2 separate regions of the Oryza sativa genome follow, and region 2 is linked to region 1. A link is a contact called in public HiCAR-type data. All regions are on one chromosome and are shown on one strand. The core of a region is the stretch at or near the end of the contact, and the rest is flanking DNA. Distances in the headings are between cores, read along the strand shown. Region 1 holds the start of LOC4328833 (peroxidase P7). Region 2 holds the start of LOC4328841 (peroxidase 70).

Region 1 (4,382 bases), core at 598-3,097:
CGGTACAGCTCATGCGCATAATTCCCTCGCCCAGGACAGCATTAGGTTGCGAAGCAGCAGTACGCGAACACACACATGCAGTAGCACCCGCACCGTAGGCTGCAGCGATCGAATAGCAGTGCAGTTCCATGAATTCCAAGGTTGGTGGCGAACTCCCGATCGCCGGAACGCTGGCCGGACAGGCGTTTGGTGGATCCATTCCATCGCATTTTGCATATCTTCGCGTAATCTTAGCTGTAGCCCTGTACTTGGAGTATGTATGTTTTCTGGTCATACCTGATCATTATTTGCTAATAAATATTATTAGCCATACCTTACAAAGACTAAGAAAATCTTGTCATATTTTTTTAAATTCATTAATATGTGAGATCTAATTTATTGGAAAGATAATCTTGTGATAACTATAAGTACAACTAAACAGCCAACAAGGTGATCAAACTTATCAAACTATGGTAAAATATGGTTAACAAACAAACACTCACAAAGGTCGTTCTGAAGTGTGGCAAACTCTGCCACACTTTTCATATTGTTGTCGGCATCACGGACTCATGTACGTATATTGTACAGAATGCATGAATGTAATGGAATAAGTCTATTTGGCCTCCCTCATGTCTTGTTGTTGGTCAAATCGTATCCCTCAACCGTAAAACAGGGTACAAATTAATTTCTTTGGTAGTTTTAAAAGTGGTTTTTGCTGACGTAACACGTTGACTTGGTCCAAGTATGTGTGGGTGTGTGCGCGCACTCGACAATGACATCCAGGTGACCAGTTTATCGCTGCCGTGGGACATGTCGTCATTGGTGCATCCTGGTGAGAGAGAGGGGAGAGAGAGTGGGGAGGGAGGCGAGGTGAGGAAGATAAGATTTGGATGATACGTGGATCCCACCCGCTGACTTAGCTAGTCAATTGCGGTCAATATATCACGTCAGCTAAAATCACCTTCTAAAACACCTAAGGAGATGATTTGCACCGATGTTTAAACACGGGGAGGTGTTATACCCGGTTTTGTGTTAGACGGAGGCGATTCAGTCATGACCAAGACTGAGGAGAAATTATAGACTTAATCTGAATGTTATTGACTGCTATCTCCGTCCAGCCCATCGAAGACCCTGTTAGTTCCAATTGTTATATGGGCCAAAATGGGCCCAAGAAAATCCTCCTCCTTTTTCAGCGTAACCATAACCCTCCGCGAAAGCAGCCAGCTAACCCAATGTGACGCGCGTAGCGCAACTGTAGAGCGTGTGCGCAACCATCTCGCACGCACTTGACTGACAGCCACTCTCCGCCGAACCCCACCACCATGCCGCTGCCACCCCATGGTGGGCTCCCTCCCGCACCCATCATCGCCACCGCCACCGCCACGCGCGCCGAATTCGCCGCCCACTTCCACCACACCACCATGCGATGCAACAACCGGTGGGCGCGCCGCGCGCAGCTCTCGCGGTTAAATTCTCCCAACACCTGCGCACGGCGCACAACCCAACGCCGGCCCGCCAAGACTACGGACGAACGTTCGTCCATCCACCACGGCCCTCGGAGGGCACACGACGCTGACGCTGGATCCGACGGAGTCGGGTGATATAGATTGATTGGTTACTGTTTCACAAGTTCACAACTTGTTTCGATGCTTAAAAGTTCGTAAAGCGAAATAATTGCACCTAATAGATAAACTAATTAGCAACATGTGGCTTGGGCAAAAAACATTAGTACAAAGGATAGGGAATCTTTTGCCAAAAAACCAAACAATATTGTCAAAATTTTTGCCAGGAACAGGAGCCCCTTGGCAGCAACCGGAACACACCGGCTTTTGAGCCTCTATCAACGGTATCGATTAATCACCCTTATCGTCTTTGGTTCCTTCTGCTTGCTTCTCTTGCTGGTTCGTCGGTCGGTGGAGTTTGAGCCTGCGCCATGGCTGTCGGCGGGAGAGGGAGACGGCCGCTGCTCCTGCTCCTGCTCCTCCTCGCCGTGGCGCTGGCGCTGGCGGCGCGCGCGCGGGCGCAGCTGTCGCCGGGGTTCTACTCGGCGAGCTGCCCCACCGTGCACGGCGTCGTGCGGCAGGTCATGTCGCAGGCCGTCATGAACGACACGCGCGCCGGCGCCGCCGTCCTCCGCCTCTTCTACCACGACTGCTTCGTCGGCGTAAGGACCGCGCCGCTCGCCGCCGTCCGGACGAACACATGCTGCCTCTTCTCCGCGCACTGCTAAGCTTTGATTTTGTGTTGTGGGGTTGGGGTTCACAGGGCTGCGACGCGTCGGTGCTCCTCGACGACACCCCCGCGGCGCCCGGCGAGAAGGGCGTCGGCCCCAACGCCGTCGGCTCGACGACCGTCTTCGACCTCGTCGACACCATCAAGGCCCAGGTCGAGGCCGTCTGCCCCGCCACCGTCTCCTGCGCCGACGTCCTCGCCATCGCCGCGCGCGACAGCGTCAACCTGGTCAGTCACACACACTCCACACACACACGCGCGCGCGCGCGCGCCATGTGTTCGACGCAATGACGCAAACCCTGTTGTGCGCACGTGTGCAGCTCGGCGGGCCGAGCTGGGCGGTGCCGCTCGGCCGCCGCGACGCGCTGTCGCCGAGTCGGAGCGCGGTGTCGACCGACCTCCCGGGCCCCGAGGCCGACATCTCCGCGCTCGTCTCCGCCTTCGCCGCCAAGGGCCTGAGCTCGCGCGACCTCGCCGCGCTGTCCGGCGCGCACACCGTCGGCCGCGCCAGCTGCGTCAACTTCCGCACCCGCGTCTACTGCGACGCCAACGTGAGCCCGGCGTTCGCGTCGCACCAGCGGCAGTCCTGCCCGGCGTCCGGCGGCGACGCCGCGCTGGCGCCGCTGGACTCCCTGACCCCCGACGCGTTCGACAACGGCTACTACCGCAACCTCGTCGCCGGCGCCGGGCTGCTGCACTCCGACCAGGAGCTGTTCAACAACGGGCCGGTGGACTCGGTGGTGCAGCTGTACAGCTCCAACGCCGCCGCCTTCTCGTCGGACTTCGCCGCGTCCATGATCAGGCTCGGGAACATCGGCCCGTTGACCGGGTCAACCGGCGAGGTCAGGCTCAACTGCAGGAAAGTGAATTCCTGATCGATACTACTAGATAGCATTGCCGCGCGCAAATTGTTCATAGTACAAAGTTTAAAGTTATATAATCAGCTGTCAATTTCATGTATTAAGTGAATTATGACATAAGAATGCAATAGAAATGTCCCAATTTTAGACATCAATCACTAGTGGATAATTCTTCCGTTTGTTCAATTAATTAAACCTTGCTTAATTCAGCTACCATGTAACTATTGCGACGGCTATGATTTTTGCAATGAACACAAGAACTTTACCCGATTGTTACTAGTAGTGATGTTACTGTGATAGTACTACTGCTGATCACTATCACAGTAGTATCAGTAGACTTGACAAATGCGTAGCAACAAATCACTGGAAAAAAATTCACATGATGTGTTTTGTGTAGTCCTGAATAGTGAGCGGTGTGGTCGTGACTCGTGAGTGATCAGTTTCTGCTCGTGATGGAAGAATATTGGCCTACTATATGTCGTTTTGGGAAGATACAGAAAGGAATTCGATGGATACAATAGCAAGAGCGACCAAAAAATCCGGCAAAAATGCATACGTCGACTCCGTCCGGAACGATGTGGTTTTGTGGATGGATCTGAAGATGTTACGAAAGGGACTAATCAACCAACCAACTTGGTGAGCTTGTCTGTGTAGCTTACCTGGGCTTGATTGGAGAAAGAAAAATTTTCGAAATCATGAGGAGGCATGACCTGTTTCTCATAAAGTGGTTTCTCTAATGCATCTGAATTTTGAACATGTTCTTTTCCATTTTAATAGTTGAAGAACATTCTCTGCGCTCAACTTATCGGTGGTGCGCATGTATCCTTCTTTACAATATTTTCAGTTGCAGCTTATGATATTATTTTATAAAACAGAAGATGACCTCAATGATAAAAAAAAAAGCTAGTTGTTATCCATATATATGCGTTGAAGAGCTCCATGATACCACTTGCTCTAAAGAGTGGCTCCTACCAACGGATAAAATCGAAAGCCCCTCTGCTAATTGCTAAAGCAATGACCAAAATTGCAGACAATTGGAGCACATGAAGTTGGCCTACGATGGATTATGTCGATGTTCATATGAGATGTCGTATAATTATATACTAAGATTTGGTAGGATCCATCATGTATCAAGTCCGGTATGGCAAAAAAAAAATCCTGGATAAGAAAAGATCAGCAAATTTCTACTCAGGCATTACAAGGGATCATCTCTATATTTATCTCCCTAATTCTACTTGGATAAGAAAACATCTGAGGATATAAAAGACCCGCAAGCAAATACCAAAAGATATACCAAGACAAACCCAAACA
Region 2 (4,382 bases), core at 1,220-3,719, 180 kb after region 1:
GTTGAGTTTAAATCTAAGATTTTATAAAGTTGTATATATATGTTGTATGAGTCCTATCAAATTTTTTTCAGAATTTTTTATTATCGTTTGGATTATTTTTAGCAAACGAAGTAACATCGCCTCGTGGAATAAAATAGTTCCCCTTTCTGCGTGCATGTATGCTTCTCTGGCTGTGTGAGTGTCACTGATCAGTTGGACTTGGCACTCTTCAATACTATGCGCGTATAGAATTCAGTTGAGGTTCAGTTATTAGTACGCCTAAAAGTCTGAAGAACCAAGTGCTTGATAGTATTAATTATTGCGCATATTGCGCGAGTTATGCATGTGCTCGTAGTAGGAAACGATTGACAATTTGACATATAGTTTCCCTATATATATATATATGCATGCATGTTTTGTATAAATAAAGTGTCAACGACCAAACACAAAATCGATCACCATCAGCACCGCTACTTTCCAGCCTGAATCACGTCAGAAGCTAAGTATTTCGTTGGTCGATCGATCAAGCCCGTATAACTGCACTCCAGTTTAATTAATTAGGGTGGTCAAGTGGTCGTCGCCGGGCACATGCTCGTGTCTGCTCGTACGTCCGTCCATCCCTAAAATGCTGCGAGTCCCGATCGAAATTTTTTTTCTCTGAATTTTGTATACTTGCTCAGCTGAATGGTGTCAGAACTGGAAAACCAAATATTGACAGAGGTTGTTTCCTTCTGCGGAATTGCTAACCTTCGGCTGTGTTTAGATCCAAAGTTTGGATCCAAACTTCAGTCCTTTTCCATCACATCAACCTGTCATACATACAACTTTTCAGTCACATCATCTCCAATTTCAACCAAATCTAAACTTTGGATCTAACTAAACACAGCCTTCGTTTGATAGAAAATTGAAGCCTAATTAAATTATGTAGATTTCGAGTCGTATCTACTTTGGTTATGCTCCAACTCCGACGACAAATGGTGGTGACCCTGACCCTGACCAGTTAAGGTTAATTACGTTAGCTCGTATCTCATATGTGGTCTGATGGGCATATCTCAAATACCAAAATTACGATGGGCACATCCACCACTACTAGAAAGACTATTTTCTAGACGATGGCAAAATATTTTTCTAGGCGGGTAGAACTCTCGAAGCCAAAGGACCGGCTAAAAAATGGCAAGGGGGAGGAGGAGGGGGAGGGCGATGACAGTCCGTCTGCGAAGATACAATTTCGCACGCGGACCACGTAAGATAGCGCCTGTGAAAATACCAAAATTAATATGTCCAATTTGCATGATCGACAGCCCCTTGCCTCCTATATTCATCGATCCACAGCAAATGTAGTTTAATTCCAAGCTACCGATCGAACCATCTTAAATTCTGTCAATCTGTTTTGAATATTATTCTTTTATTCACATTGGATATATATGATCCTGTCATGTCTCGCCTACGTGCTCATCACGGCTATTTAATGGCATCAATCCGTTTCTCACATCTCTTAAGCGAATTTATATACGATCGGTATACGTGATCACAACATGCATGAACGTGATCACAGGAAAAGATAACTTTAAAAACCACGATTTGCCGAGATAAAACCTAAGAATGAGACACGAAGCTTAATTCAAATTAGCTGGTTGATTACGATTTTTACCGGTGAACACAATCCACGCTTGAACTTTATGAATTGCATAAATTAATGCATATGAATGTATTTTGGGGGAAACACATACAACTTGGTAGAGAACCAATTACAAACCTTGGTGTCCATGCTTAGGGGTTTATTGAAGTCCTAGTGGTGGTCTCGTCACATATTCGTGAAGTTATCCTTGCATTTTTCCTATTATGCAAACCACATGCATATATATACATCATGTAGATAGAGACCAAAGATAAATGTGTGAATATAATAAAATTTTTATCAGAAGCTACTAAGCTAGTGTATCCATGTGTAGTACTACCTTCATTCCAAGAGAAAAGTTTTGCAGTCCTTGAGAAAATATCTCAAGGCACATTAAAGTTTGTTGTAATTTGAGATACTTACTATCTGGAGGTACATTCCAAAATATATGATAATGATTAGTTTATTTTTAACCAACTAATCTCATTCCAAAAACAAATAGAGGGACTATATAATTTTCTCTGATCCCCTGTAAATTTTGAACTGTACTCATGGTCTATTGCGCACGTCTCCAAATAGTAATGCCAACAACATGTGTGTTATCTAAACAATTTTTTTTGTTCCATTCAATCCATTGGGCATTTTTTCTGAGCGATACATAAACGATAAGCATATTTGGCTGCATATATATGAGTGTTGCATTTGTCAACAGGAGGAGAAAGGTCTTTGAACTTCTCGAGTGTTTTTTCCACTTGTGTAGCGGCCTAACTTTGACCCCCCATTTTCGTCATCGAAAGGTACCCCTTTTGCATGCATGCAAATGCAACCTCAGCCACACTATAAATAGCAACACATTTGTTACTTCTCAGCTCGTGCCAGCCACACATCAAGTAAGCTAAGCTACTGAGCTAACTCAGCTTAGCTAAGCTTAGCTAGAGCTCAAGTGATTAAGCAAGAACACTTAGTTACTCATAGATAATTAATTAATTAAGATTTGTGAGATTACCATGGCTTCGAGGAGTAGCTGGCATTGCTGCTTGCTGGCCTTCTTCCTCCTCTCGTCCGCCGCCGGCGCCGCCTACGGGCAGCAGCTGTCGACGACGTTCTACGCGGCGAGCTGCCCGACGCTGCAGGTGGTGGTGCGCGCCACCGTGCTCGGCGCGCTCCTCGCCGAGCGGCGGATGGGCGCGTCCCTCGTCAGGCTCTTCTTCCACGACTGCTTCGTCCAGGGCTGCGACGCCTCCATCCTCCTCGACGACGTGCCGGCGACGAGCTTCGTCGGCGAGAAGACGGCGTTCCCCAACGTCAACTCCGTCCGCGGCTACGACGTCATCGACCAGATCAAGCGCAACGTCGAGCTCCTCTGCCCCGGCGTCGTCTCCTGCGCCGACATCGTCGCCCTCGCCGCCCGCGACAGCACCGCCCTGGTACGCGCCGCCCACCGACACACACAATGTTCGAATTGATTCCATAGATTCTGACGGCGACGCGCGTACGTGCAGCTCGGCGGGCCAAGCTGGGCGGTGCCGCTGGGGCGGCGGGACTCGACGACGGCGAGCCTCAGCGCGGCGAACAGCGACCTGCCGGCGCCGTCGAGCGACCTCGCCACGCTCATCGCGGGGTTCGGCAACAAGGGCCTGAGCCCGCGCGACATGACGGCGCTCTCCGGCGCGCACACCATCGGCTTCTCGCAGTGCGCCAACTTCCGCGACCGCGTCTACAACGACACCAACATCGACCCGGCGTTCGCCGCGCTCCGCCGCCGCGGCTGCCCCGCCGCGCCGGGCTCCGGCGACTCCAGCCTGGCGCCGCTCGACGCGCAGACGCAGAACGTGTTCGACAACGCCTACTACCGCAACCTGCTCGCCCAGCGCGGCCTGCTCCACTCCGACCAGGAGCTCTTCAACGGCGGCTCGCAGGACGCGCTGGTGCAGCAGTACAGCTCCAACCCGGCGCTGTTCGCCGCCGACTTCGCCGCCGCCATGATAAAGATGGGGAACATCAAACCGCTCACCGGAGCCGCCGGCCAGATCAGGCGCAGCTGCAGGGCCGTCAACAGCAGCTGATGGATTATTGCTTATATAAGTGTAATTAATTAAGGCATTAAACATGCTTAATTAATATGTTCATGGTGATTCGCAGCTTTGATGTTGGTTACAAAGGTGACCAACCCATATATACACATGATATACATGGATGAATAAGTAAGCTATGGAAAGTACACATATGACCTTGGGTTGAAAAGTGATGGATCAACCAAGCAAGGTCATTATAAATGGGAACATCTGTTTATCATGTGCTACACTAAAGGTGCGTTCGTTCCTGGGGGATTGGGTGAGAAAGCCCATCGTATTCCGCACGCACGCTTCCCAAACTACTAAACGGTGCATTTTTGACAAAAATTTTCTATAGGAAAGTTGCTTTAAAAAATCATATTAATCCATTTTTGAAAATTAAAATAGTTAATACTTAATTAATTATGTGCTAATGGCTTATCTCGTTTTACGTATCTTCCTAATCTTCTTAATCCCTTTCTCCTCGAACTCACTCTAAGTTGTGAAACTATATCTGGATGTGCAAGAATTTCTACAAACAATAAAAAAAGTTTATGCTTCTCTGCTGCCATAAAAATATTGTGATTATTCTACTACTTACCATTGATGAACACAAGTTCTCCGTATATACAATATTATTGTGATTATTCTACTTTTTACCATTGCAAACACTATTTTCATGGCAGCAGAGAAGCATAAACTTTGTTTATTGTTGTTGTTATTGTGATTAT

The links. HiCAR-type assays count read pairs that join an accessible place to other places.
Region 2: a HiCAR-type map of leaf shows a contact between it and region 1, with 2.0 times the contacts expected there. The contact joins the promoter of LOC4328841 here to the promoter of LOC4328833 in region 1. A contact is called at or near these places in 1 of 15 Hi-C or Micro-C datasets (seedling) and 1 of 4 datasets of contacts at active chromatin or transcription factors (leaf).

What each region holds. Positions count from the first base shown.
Region 1 is chr2:7,784,256-7,788,637 of ASM3414082v1, forward strand. It overlaps LOC4328833 (peroxidase P7), which reads left to right and starts at 1,848. Exons shown (of 3, transcript XM_015771456.3): 1 at 1,848-2,143; 2 at 2,245-2,439; 3 at 2,532-3,226. The coding sequence starts at 1,913. The coding sequence ends at 3,086.
Region 2 is chr2:7,961,112-7,965,493 of ASM3414082v1, forward strand. It overlaps LOC4328841 (peroxidase 70), which reads left to right and starts at 2,470. Exons shown (of 2, transcript XM_015770060.3): 1 at 2,470-3,024; 2 at 3,100-3,899. The coding sequence starts at 2,605. The coding sequence ends at 3,663. It overlaps LOC107280132 (a long non-coding RNA gene), which reads right to left. Exons shown (of 4, transcript XR_010739587.1): 3 at 1,736-1,816; 4 at 268-788. LOC136355373 (a long non-coding RNA gene) reads right to left here and starts at 2,728. Exons shown (of 2, transcript XR_010739588.1): 1 at 2,604-2,728; 2 at 2,195-2,434.